Linked DNA regions of Mus musculus: region 1 is linked to region 2. A link is a contact called in public HiChIP or PLAC-seq data. All regions are on one chromosome and are shown on one strand. The core of a region is the stretch at or near the end of the contact, and the rest is flanking DNA. Distances in the headings are between cores, read along the strand shown.

Evidence for each region. HiChIP or PLAC-seq counts read pairs in DNA pulled down with a chosen protein or histone mark.
Region 1: a FOXA1 HiChIP or PLAC-seq map of pancreatic cancer cells shows a contact between it and region 2. The contact joins two enhancer-like sites. A contact is called at or near these places in 1 of 15 datasets of contacts at CTCF or cohesin (the NIH/3T3 cell line), 1 of 484 Hi-C or Micro-C datasets (embryonic fibroblasts), 5 of 115 datasets of contacts at active chromatin or transcription factors (CD8 T cells, bone marrow-derived macrophages, large pre-B cells and 2 more) and 1 of 9 other capture datasets (embryonic stem cells).

What each region holds. Positions count from the first base shown.
Region 1 is chr15:59,782,213-59,788,498 of GRCm38.p6, reverse strand. Gm19510 (predicted gene, 19510) reads left to right here. Exons shown (of 4, transcript NR_045076.1): 4 at 1-82. Among named protein-coding and RNA genes, the nearest start is that of Gm19510, 9.6 kb to the left of the region's middle. Within about 2 kb of position 4,003, at least 156 of the 459 cell types and tissues checked have an H3K27ac peak or open chromatin away from gene starts, as enhancers often do. A contact at or near this core is called in bone marrow-derived macrophages, embryonic fibroblasts and pancreatic cancer cells, where this site is marked.
Region 2 is chr15:59,521,806-59,528,475 of GRCm38.p6, reverse strand. The region is part of intron 4 of Nsmce2 (NSE2/MMS21 homolog, SMC5-SMC6 complex SUMO ligase); the gene reads right to left. Among named protein-coding and RNA genes, the nearest start is that of Gm36677, 93 kb to the left of the region's middle. Within about 2 kb of position 4,280, at least 149 of the 459 cell types and tissues checked have an H3K27ac peak or open chromatin away from gene starts, as enhancers often do. A contact at or near this core is called in bone marrow-derived macrophages, embryonic fibroblasts and pancreatic cancer cells, where this site is marked.

The DNA of each region.
Region 1 (6,286 bases), core at 2,754-5,253, 260 kb before region 2:
GGATGGACAATCCATATCTTCCCACCACAATGGACAGAAACCCTCTGAAACCGTGAGCCAAAATAAATCTTTCATTTCTTCGATTGCTCCATGGGCTGTCACAGCAACTTGAGAGTAACTGATACAGAATGCTTTTTGGTGTTCAGAATCCTTATCATGACAGGAGCAGATCCATGTGACCTCTGCTTGGCCTAAGCCAAGCCACGGCCCATCTTCCAACTCCGTCTCCCTTGTTCATTCTGCCGTTTCCCCCTCTTCTTCCACCCTGGCCTTCCTATGCTCCAGGACTTCTTGGCTGTTTCCAGCCCCGGAAGCCCATTTTTAGAATATGTCTTGCCATTGAGCTTCCCTGTGTGTCCTTCCCAGGCTGATCGCCACTCTTATCCTTTGCGGTCAAGGGCTGGATCCTTGCCTACTCTCCCTTTTGCCTTTTGTTTCTGATATTCCATGACACTCAGTGCTTTGCCGGCTGATTATTTTCTCATTTGTTCATTGTCTGTTTCTGAACAGATTTACCTACATGTCTTACCCACAACTCTGTCCTCAAAGTCTGGACCATGCCTGGCCAAAATCAGAACTTATAGATTGAATGAATGAATGAGTGAATGAATGAAGTGAAATGAAATGAATGAATGAATGAATGAATGAATGGGAAATGCAACATGGATAGGCCCTATACTGCATGTTCACTGTCTCCATCCTGAACATTCTCCTCTCTTCTTCTATACAGGGCTCCACTCAGTCCTGCTGGCTCCAAGATGGTTTCCCAGGTGCCTATAACACCACATGACTCTTCACTTCATGGAAGTAGCCTGTGTTCACTTCATGTAGCCTGGTTGCAGCCTGTGTTCAGACTCTACAGTCACCCACATAACCGTGTGTGTGTGTGTGTGTGTGTGTGTGTGTGTGTGTGTGTGTGTAAAACATAGCTCCTCAAGGTTGGGCACTACTTTGCACTGAAATGGGAACCAGAGAGGGAAGAGAAAAGATCACATGCCCCAAAAATGACCTCAACCATCAAATGGATTAACTCACAGCAGGAGGTTTGGGACATAAAGTAGTATCAAACAAATGCAGCCTAAGTTCCTTTCCTTTTGTGCCTTTATTGAACACTACCTAGATATAAGGCTCCGAGTTAAGTAGCACAAGAAAGGAAGGATAGCCATAAGCCCCAATCCCTGCCAGCTAAGCATTTATGGTCTGGTTACAACATCAGTCTGAATCATAAGCAATCACCATATAAGACTATCAGTTAAGTGCTCAAGAGAACCCCACCTCCAGAATTCCATTTCTTTCTATTGAACAATTCCGAGATCTGGCCCCATGCCACGAAGCACCTGGGGCTTGGTTCCCTTTCTCTCACCAGGCAATATTCTGTTTTACAGTGTACCATCCACACTAAGGCTCCTCTTTCCATCTTCCTGTTGAATCTTCTCCAAGTGTGTGTGTGTGTGTGTGTGTGTGTGTGTGTGTGTGTGTGGTGTTACAGTGAACTTGCCCCAGACAAAGTACATGTTGCTAAAGCCATTCCTGAGCGATCTTCAGAATACACTGTCCCCACACCTGGGAACTGTTTATGAGGCTTGAACTCACTAGCCTGCCCTATCAAACCTGCCCAATTGGGCAATGCAGTCAAACAGCCTGGGAGAGGATCAATGCTGGGAGTCCAAGGGTCCCAGTGAGAAAGAGCTTGGCAGAAAAGCTTCAGGAGCCCTTAATGGTAAAGGCTAAGTGCTGAAGGCACACACACACACAGAGAGAGAGAGAGAGAGAGAGAGAGAGAGAGAGAGAGAGAGAGAGAGAGGAGAGAGAGAGAGGAGAGAGAGACAGTCAGACAGACAGACAGAGACAGAGATAGACAGAGAGACAGAGAGACAGACAGAGACAGAGACAGACAGAGACAGAGACAGAGACAGAGACAGAGACAGAGACAGAGACAGAGAGAGATGTCCCAGATACCACAAGAAAGCAGATGAGTTGGGAAAGATCCTCAGTTGGACTGAGACCCAGGAGTTGCCGAAGTTTCTCAAATTCCACCACCCCCACCTTGAGTTGCCGAGATGATGAAATAATGCAGATTTTGAATTATCTCTACAGATGAGCTGAGAAACCCAGAACCACTGCCCCCTCCCAAGCCACCGCTGGTGGCTACTAAAGGCTACAGGTTGGTCTTGTCACAGCCCCATGAGCATGTTAGGGATCAGAGTGCGGGTCCCCATAAAGCACAGCGTGATGGATGTCAGCCTGGAGATGAGTTACTTCACCTATTAGCTGGCAATGGAAGTGCCAGGTGGAAACAGAGTGTTGAAATGCAGAAGAGCTGCATCCCCACCCCGAGGCATGATGAAACAGTTGGAAGAAGTCTTCACAGGCACTTGGCACATGTATGAGAGAGCAGAGCAGGTTGGGGCCAGGCTGGGGACTCTCAACTTCAACAACCAGACTTGACCATGAATACACTCTGGGCGAAGGCACAGAGGAGGGGTTCCCAGGGGTCAGCACATCTGCATAGGGGGAAGCCTAGCCAAGGTACAGTGTGCCATGCAGACTCAACTCCTAGTGGCCTCGAAGAGTCTCAATTTTGTGCTTGATTGTTCTGATGAGCCATGGGGGTGGGAGGGGGTGGGGCAGGGCAGAGGCTGCAAATGAGCTAAAATGTCATAGCTAGAAAGGTAGGAAGAGACATATGGCTACAGAATGAAGTTGGGGGGACGAAGAAATTGAAAGGGGAAAGAAAGAAAAGTGGTAGAAGAGGGGTGGACGAAGAAAAAGAAGGATGGAAAGAGGAAGAAGAGAGGAACAGAGGATAAAACATTGGCTGCATCTGTAAAGGCTGCTGTTTCTGGGAGCCAGAGTTCTCAGAAATTTGATACTCTGATGTGCAGAATGTGCATATGAACGTGTGCAAGCACATGTGTCCTTGCAGATGTGTGAGAACGGAATATAGATGCAATTGCTTGCTGTGCTGTTCTAGTATGTGAGCATGTGTATGTTGACATGATATATGTGTGTGTGTGTGTGTACATGTGTGTGTGTGCATGTGATTGTGGGTGTGCTTTTATGCATGAACATGTTCGTATGCTGTGTTTTATGGGTGCCCATATATGCATGCCTGCATCTGTGCCTAAGCATCCTAGGCTAAGACTTAAAAGGGTTAGAATGGTATCGGGACCGCCATGGAACAGCTTCATGTGACCTTCAGTAAGTCATGTCTCCAGGCTGGCTGTCAGGTTTCTTGCATGTTCTTTATAGAACAATGCTTACCACATAAAGGTCGTTCAGTTAATATTTAGTAAGTACTAAGTACTTTAAGTAACTAAGTACTTTAAAGTAACGCTATCTGCTTAAGGTTAAGGAAATTTTTTAAAATGAAAATTACATGCAATACTACTTTCTTTGTTCATGACACATAATAGAAGCTCAATAATTATTGGATTTGTCCCTTTAGGGCAGTGCTACTAAGAACTTAAAGCAATTCTTGAGTCCATCTCAGGGGTTTCTGGGCTCCCATTAAGGTATCTATTAACCAGACTGCTTTCAATTACTGCCTGCTTTCAGGCAAAATTTGACAACCATACATTTGCAAAAATTAAAAGTACGTTTGAATTTAAACAACTTGAAGATCAGGGAGGTCAGCTTTGCTTTCGGCAACTTGGGATTGGGGGGGTGGGGGGGCGGGTTGTGAAGGGCAGGAAGTTTGCTAGTGACCTGAGGTCCTGACCTCCTGTCTGGGTGTCACACATGTAGTTCACAATCATACACGGTAGGAATTGTTATCAGCACGCAGTGGAAGTGGCTAGGGCCCAGAGAGATTGAGTAAGCCATCCACGGCCACAATGCTCACCACAGGCCCGCAGAGCTAATTCCAAACCCATCAAATGGTATTCAAAGCTGGGAAGGTAAAAAGCCCACTTTACTTGGGCAGGCAGAGCGAGGGCTAAGGCCACAAACATCTCAAAATCAAGTCAGCCGCAGTTGAGTATTGCCAGATGGAGCCAGGGCCGTGTGGCAATCAGAAAACTAGTCAGGTGGCACTGGGACAGTGCCTCTGAGGTATTTCACAAACATGGGGAACAAACACATTTGGTGTCGCAATCCTGGCCACCCGGAGCTGCCGCGTTGGCTTTTTTTTTTTTTTTTTTTTTTAGAACGGCCAGTGGATACGGAGTTTGAAAGGCTGATAGCACCACTGGCGAGCACAGACCAGAGGCCCATCTTTGAGCCTGTAGAGCCCTGGAGAAAGAACACAGCCCTTTCTGACAGCCCAGTCCCCTCCCAGCCACAGCCAGAGAAAACGGAGGTAGCCAAGAGTTACACTTCAAACCCCTCAGTGAGTCACTTCAGCTCTTCCATTTGTCATCTTTTCCCATTGCGTCGCTCCACAGAATTATGACCCGGGCTCGCGGCCTTCTGACTAGACCCCAGGCATGCCTGTTCCTCGCTGCAGCCACCTCCACGTCCAGGAATCACCATCTCCTCCCCTCTGATGAGCCATCCATCCTGTAATCCTCCAAACAAAAGCTAATGAAGCCTGCATCTCCTCGGAATTTCACAATGCCCTCTGGGGTGATTAGTCTCCCTGGTACCAAGTGCTCCGTAAACTCGGAGCCCAACTGCAATCACATTCCACTTATTTTCCTAATTAATCTCCCCAAGCACCTGCCTGCATGGACGCAGTAAGCTCAGAATGCACTGCGGAGAGGTTTCCTCACTACCCAGCAAATTATTCCGAAGCCCTGTGGAAAGCCAAATAAAAGCCAAACCGAGTCCCCCGCCATCCCCCCCCACCCCACCCCCACCCCCGCCATCCCCTAACACCCCCCCCCTTGAAGGCACCAGGCCAGAAGGGACTGGTGTGTGACTAGATTTACAGCTGCCATGAGTTTTCTCTACCACTCTGTCATGAATTCTCACTGACATCGAGCATCACTGTTGACACAGCATAGTTTCTTTGATGCAGGGCTCCAAAGTCAAATTCCTGACTGCAGCCAGTGCCCACCCCCACCCCCACCCCCATTGAGCCCTGAAAGAGCTAGTCTTCCGGATTCTTTTTCTCAGCTTTTCCCAGGATCCAAGAGGATGTCAGGAGCTCTGAGACTGGATCAATTTTCACTGCTCACAGATGGTTTTCCTCCTGTCCTCGGACCACGGTGGGGAGCATCTCTGTGGAATTTCTAGATAAGAACACACTGTGATTTCCAGTGGAGAAGGGGAGCATTGGTTTCACACCTACCCTTCTCGGGATGCTAACTGAATTGTGGTACACCCAGTAGGCAACCCTTAGACTGAAAAGACTAAGTGTGCACATCACGTCTGTAGCGAGGACCTCCTAAAAGAGTGCCTGCAGCGCTTGTAGTGAACTTCAAGGCTAGGAAACTGCTTGGAGGCAGAGCCAGAGGAAAGCAACCCTGACTGGGGGAGCCTACTATCTGCTTTAACACCAGTGCTCCTGGCTAATCCCAACAATGGTGAGAGTGAGCCTACTGCACTCTGCTAAGGAACCGAAGCTCTGAGCTCTGACCTCCGAACTTCAGAAGGAGACACGACTCCATGATAGTGACCAAAGTCTCTCTCCAGCCCCAAGAGTCACCACTACAAGTGAAGTCAAACTAAAGAATCGTCTAAGCTCCTTATAGGGGCAAAAGAGTCACAAAGGGCATCTGCAAGCTTGGTGAGAGGAGGTGCCCTGGTCACACTAGTAAACAGTGAGACAGACGCTAGCTCTACTCTGTGTCTAGACCTGGTACAGACCAGAGGCACAAACTCTGAGCTCACAGTGAGGACCAATCCAGTGTGAAAATAGAAAAATCTACAAAAATGGTAGAGAGAGAGTGGGAAGAAAGTGCTCGGTTTTCACCGGAAGCAGCTTGGGAAGTCTTCCTAGAAGAAAGCAGCTTTTTAACTGGGTCTTTGAATTTGAATGTGCCTACTAATTGCTTCAACCTGCTCACTATAGTTGCCCCTTGCTATACACCAGGCGCCACGTAAACTCTTCTGGTTAATATTACCTCATTTAATTGCTCAATATGTAGGCAGACACTGCTGCTATTTCCAGGATACAGATGAGAGCTGAACTAACATCATGACAGCCAGTAGCTGTTGGAGTGAGGCTCCAATCTCATTGGGATCCGATGCTCATCTGTCTAAAGAGAGATGAACTGGAGACAAAGAACAAGGTGCACTCTTCCCCGGTGTTCATGTGGGAGCAGGGAGTGAAGCCACAAATCAGGGAAGGAGGACAAAGCCTATATCACCACTTGACAGAGAGTCTCTCCGCCCGCAGCAA
Region 2 (6,670 bases), core at 3,031-5,530:
TGTAATTACATTTTACCTTTGGGTTTTCTTGCCCATATTGATCTTTACAGAGATCACCAAGCAGAATCTAGAGGGCACAATTACTAACAGGCACAGCCGTGGTTGGCCTCAGGCCTTTTGTAATTACAAACAGTAGCAGGGGCAGTAGTTAATAACTGCAATGCATTTGCCACGCGTGAGGTCCTGAATATTTGATGTAATCACTGAAACGCTAGGATGCAGATATTATTACCAAGGGTGGAATATCACATACCACGAAACTGTTTCATACACAAATTATTAGAATATTGCATAAAATTATCTTTAACCCACATGTATAGGCTAATTATTGAAAACAATGTTAATACATTTTAAGTTGAAACTTGGGTCCTGTCCCTAATTTATCATATTATATACATGCAAAAATGGTGATATCTGAAGACTCCTCCAACACTGTGTGTCTGAGGCCTTTGGATAAGGACTACTTAACCTGTATGACTGTTACTCAGAGAAGCAGAAAGCAAGACCACAGAGAGGCCAAGGAATATGGTGGTGATACCACTGCTGTCACAAAGCATGCCAAGGTTTACGCCGGCACAGGCTTTCTGCTTGCTCTTTCAACAGCTCTGCTAGACTGACCTCCGACAAGCACAGCTGCGCTCATCCAAATCTCGCCGTTTCCATCCATGACTCAGGCAAAATTACTTGCAAGAAGCCAGGGCTACCCAAGAGGCTCCACACTGCTACACTCAAGGTTGCAGTACAGGTCTGTGATGCTGTGGCGTCCTGCTTCTGCACAGTGGCAGATACTTTGAAGACATGAGCTGGTTAGTACTCTTACTGCCTAAGCGCTGGGTGTCACACAGCTGGTGTACTGAAACTGTCTCTGGAAACGATCAAGTCTTCATCAGCAGAGAGTATTGACTTTCTTTGGGTTATACCTCTCTTAAAATTAAAACACAAAATCAACAATTTGAAAAGCTAAATATCAACTCTTAAATCGGAGCAATTAGCATACCATATAAGACCTACCAATCATATATAACCTGTAATTTGTAAATAGGCTTTGTTCAGTGCTTTGAAAAATGTAATCAGTAGTGAATATTTAAAAAGCAAAATACCAATTTTCATTTTCTCTAGAAAAACTATCATTGAGAGCAGTAGCCAGGGCAGGCAGGGCATCTGTTCTTCAGCACAGTGCCTACAAAGGCAGCAGACTGCTCGTGTACTCTGTGTCCTGGACTCTGTAGTGCAGAGTGTGCTGAGCCCCTCAGAGGATGACCTGGAAGTGCGCCAGAGTCCATGGAGACTCCTGTTCTCCCCTCACTACTCTGCCAGTCTCGCTGGGTCGTGCAGTGAGTGGTATTCACTCATTTTTAGTGACTGTGATGGTTAATCTTCACTGTAAACTTCACTTGATTTAGAATCACCATGGAAACACGCCTTTGAGTGTATCTATGAGGGCATTTCCAGAAAGGTTCAACTTAGAAGGGAAGACTTATCCCTGAATGTGAACAACTCCACTGCAAGTCCTGTTCATGGCTCTAGGGTGGATGACCCATCCTGCTATGCTATGCTGCCCTCTCTGCACCGTGAGGGAAACTCGCTAACTAGATCATACCCACAGACTTTAAGGAAGAAAGCAGGTTGCTGGTCAAAAGTTCTGAGTCCTTTAAGGCCATTTAATTTGTTTATGATTGTCACAAAGATTGTAGGCAGGGAGAACAGCTGAGACTGCATTCGCTGACCTATTCTGGAGATACCAGCAAGCTTCTTCCTGGGAAATGACGATGGTCTCCTGCCTGCAGCTGAGCTACTGTGAGGAAGATTATAACTGTGTCAGGCAGGGGCTGGAGGCAAGCACGCACTTGAAAAATTATTAAATTTATACATACAGTCACAAATGAACTACACCTATAATGCAATGCCCTTCACCAAATTGGATGTTCTAGTGTTTCTAATTATTTCTAACTAAAAGTGTTTCCTCAATTAGTCAACAAGTTGCTACTAAATCAAGTGCCTGAAATAAGTAATCTACATAATGTAAGGGTTTTTCCTGTCTGGGCCCCAAACAACTACTAAAAGCACAGGTGGGGGGTAAAAGTATCGCTAGAATGAGTCATCAGAACCGGTTTATACTATAACCAGCTGAACTTTAAATAGAACCTTTTTATTTTAAAATGAGCTTAGCACAACCATTTCTAAATGGTATTTTTTGTCTTAATACTGTGTACAATGAGAGGCAGTATGCAATGTTCACATTGTTAAAAAGAAAATCCTGATTGTTGGAATGGCTGCAGTCAACCCAGCTGTATTGTCTCAAATAAGCAGATGGCACAAAGGCTAATAGAGCGTTCAGTGAAAGAGCACAATAGGGCTAGCAGCTGCTGCAAACACAGGACACCTCCATGACACTAGAACAGCTCTGACAGTCCAGATCCACTTCCCGCATCTAGAAAGGCGGTTGCTGAGGAGGTACTGGGGCTTAGTTCTCTCTCCTCAGAAGCCAAAGGTTTATCAGGAACTCTTACCAAGGGTGGGAAGGGTTAGCGCTTGGCGAGCTTGCAATATCCATGTTCCTGCCTGTGCTACTAATAAGGAAGTGCTGAAAAATCACCATCACCATGTGTTAACTCAGAGCTGGGGGCGGGGGGGGGGGGGTTACACAAACAGTTCTCAGCTATGTGTCCGTCAACAAATCATCAACAACTACTCGATGAGAACAGAAAGGTGGTTTCTGCCCTTGGGGAACTTATTCTGAGATAGGAAATAAGAAGTGACAAACGACTGGGTGTGGTAGCTCATACCTGTAAAACTCATCACTTAGGGGACCGAGCCAGGATTGGCTTGATTTCCAGGCCAGCCTGGGCTACACAGTGAGACTTTCTCAACAAAACCAAACCAAAACAGAGACAAATCACACCAACAAACATGGTCCCTGTTCCAAGATCACTAACTTATGAACGGGGCCCCATGACTGGACTCAGGTTACCAAACCACCCGGCTCCTACGAGGTGACTTTCACAAGGACAAATACTTTCATGGCTGACAAAAGATCACTTTAGTCAAAGAGGGAGAAGTGTTAGAATTGTAGAATGTCCCTAGCCAAGCAAGCTCTCTACTGAAATGGCAGGTGAGCACGGGAAGCAGCCAGAGCTGTGCTCGTGTACACTGATTTCCTGACAAGGTTGGATGACACACTAGACTATTTTTAAAAATTATATGCTAGGATTTCAATCTGACTAGTGATTCAACTCAACTTCAAAAAAGAAGGAAGCTCACAGCAGTCTTTCTGTCTTGCTAAGCTTCTGCTGTTCCTGTCAGTCAGTCAGCGCCCAAATCCCAGACCTTTGCATTTGATGCAAATGTAGGCAGTCCTGACATGACTTACTCCTGGCCAGAGACTGCATTCTCTCTCTTAATAAAATGTGTGTACACAACAGACCTCACTATACATTTATTTCAGAGAAGACCTACGATGGTCCCCGAACGCTTCAGTAATGAGACCTTTCCATAAGAAAGCTACTTTTCTAACATCAGCATGGAGAAAGTTAAGGTTCCTGCGGCCCACCAGCCATGTGCTTGCACAGGGGAAAACCCAAGCCTTGAACTATCTCAGAGCTCCATCTGTTCTAACCGCCTCAAGCTACGGCTCAGCTCCCAGGTGCACCGAACCACATCTATCAAAATATTTACCCCTAAAATAACTTTGTAATAAGAGCGGAATGTCCTTTTTGATGATTTCCTTTGAAAAATACATACGTATTTAACCGGCAACTCCAAACTTTCAGAGAGGGCAGATTCCATGAATCTACGTAATAAAAGCCTCCCTTCACACTGTTATAGTTGCTCTACTATGAAGATTTACAAGCACAGAGCTTTATATGGCTTACATTTCCACATTTGTCTGTTTTGACTCTTGGCCTCCATATGATGGCAAGGATAGAGTGAGCCTTTAACAGAAATGCCACACTAAGGCTACAAGCTGCCAGTGAAAGCTACAAGATCTCTTGGCAATTTTTGGACAGGTTCAGGTGAATTTCAGCATCTGGGACTGGCATGTGTATTACAGATGGAAAAAGCAAAACAATACCCAAAGAAAGAGAAAAGCGGTCCTCCCAATTGAAGCAAAATCATACCAAAATCTACCCACCTCCCAGCCTCGGCCCAGCACTGAGGAAATACCTCTGCCATACTGTCAAAGCATAATCAGTTCCTAAAACAATGGCTCAGCGTTTGAGTCACCCAGAGCGTGAAGGGCAAGTGAAAGGTCAGTTCCGGCATGCTCCCACAAAGCAAACACGGAGCTTGAGCCAGCACCAGCCAGGCCTTGGCATGGCAACCACAGGGCTCGCTCACTTCAGCAACCCATGGGTTCTGCCCTCAGGCTTCTCCAGACCCCCCCCCCCCCCCACACACACACACACACTTCCTCTCCTCCAAAGGAACCAGGGAAAGCTGAGAAGCAAACCTGAGAGGAGGGCCAGGCCTGCTCAGAAGCAGCCCTCCATGCCACTGGAGAACCCAAAGATGGTGCAGTGCCTCCAGAACCAGTGGTCCTAGCTCCCAGAAGCTTCTGGAATTCCTTATGAGTACTTACTAGAACACCTTTCTTTCTCCCCGCCAGTCATTTCACTATAATCAACTAAAATCTGCACATGGTGGACACTGACAATGGATTTTTAAAGATCCCAAGTATGCTTATTATTTTAGATTCTCTGCCACTGACATTATATTTAACATCAAAAGTTGTACTAAAAAGTCAATTAAAATAATTTTCTAGCCAAAAATTTTTCAAAGAATTTTTGCGGATTTTTTGTCTTGGAACTCTTGGTCTTGGAACTCTCGGTGGCTGGCTATTCTTTTAATTTACAGTCTGCAGAGATGTCTTAGTAAGCACATGCGAGTTAAGCACTTAAAGAAGATGACAAAATCTTTGTTTATATGCAAACATATGTATGTATTTATCTGCAAACACACATTTAAACCTGTGATTGCTTTTGAGGTCTTTACAAAGAGGCTTCTCAGTTAGTCACCATATTCGTCATATCTAAGGACTACCAGTGCTTGACTGGAAGAGGCAGACAGGCTACTGGAGAAGGGGAGGCCCTCTGCAGGGAACAACAGAAAGATGCAAGTGAGATCTGAAGAACAGCCTAGTGATGAAGACGTTACCAGACTCATGTCCCAGAGCCTCCAACTCAGCAGACGGGAAATGGTCACTACGCAACAATCCCTTATGTATGTCCAACAAGGGTCACATAAAAGAAGAAACACTTCCACCCACCTGAGGAACTCATAACTTGTCTGAGGTTATAGAGCTAAGACTGGCATATGGAGTGTGAGACAGAAAGTGAAAACTGTCAAAGACCCCACATACCAGAAGCCCTCATGTAAGCAGTGGCAAGGAGGAGGGCGTAATGCACCTGGCACAGGAGCCACGCACAATGTCATTTCTGTAGAGACGCCCATGAGTGAACAGTGCCATGGAAGGCTAGGGGCATACTAAGGCTTTTCAGAAGTGACGGCATCGAGCAGGCTTGTGAAAGACAGGAAGTTCTTCCCCCTACAAGCAGAGTGACTTCTATGAGTTTTCTCTGCACATACGTATCAGGGATGACAGCACTAACTTCACTGGGCTTCTAGGGATGAGAAGAAAATAGACGCTGATGAATATACACAATGAAACCTTAAAAAGGAAATGCGTACATGCACATAGAACAGCAGCAGGGTCCAATCTACTCTCCTTTGTCTTTTGGCTTCTTCTCTGTTCAAATGTTCGTGGGCTTTCCACCATGGCAGACACTGTACCAGGCACTGTGTACATCATCAGGGAAAATACATGAAACATCGTTGTGTGCTCTTATCTAAGTGATATTCTGTAGCCAGAGATAGGAGGACAGCGGAGTGGGCAGAAGATGCAGTGTGACCAAAAGTAAAGCAAGAAGTAGGGCCTCAAAACAACCAGTCCTTTGCTCTGCAGAAGCAAGCGAGAAGGGGACTTGCCATCAGAGGGACTCATGGAAGGCCGCCAGGGAACAGGAAACGGGCTCAGCAACAGTATGGCAGAAGAGAAGATCTGAACGAGTTTAGTTTTGCTCCGCTGGTAAGGGCTCCCTGGAAGACTATAATGAAGCCATGCCTGGCAATGGCAGCTCACAGGGTTGGGAGCTGGGCAGATTAGGTGATCTTTGTCTGAGCAGCCAGTCTGTAGAAGGCTCAATCTGGAAGAGCTTGTGTTTCAGTTAAGAGTCCTGGAGCACTGGAGCAGGACAAAAGACAGGGGCTGGCTGGACCGATGGCACAGTGGGAGGTGAGGTGATCAAAGGAGCACAGAGTGCTGGTGACTGCTCTAGTAAATGGGCCAAGTATGCAGTGTAGGTTGGGCTGAATCACCGAGATGAGCAGCAGAGAACCAATAAATAACAGCTCCTGTCTTCCCTCCTTCCTGAGAGCACTGGAGGTCCATGTACAGAACATTTTGGAGGCCCAGGAAAGGAATGCAAAACTGGAAGAGCCAGGAGGGTGAACACCTACCGTGGCAGATCTTGGACAGTAAAATGAACAATAGAAATGACTAGGATTCAGAGGGTCAGGAGGTCGTGAGGTGAGGCTAGCCCACTGATCTGCTTGGCTATAACCTGGTCACAGCCTATGGACGACTCGGGAGAAGCAGAGAGTAGTATCTCTT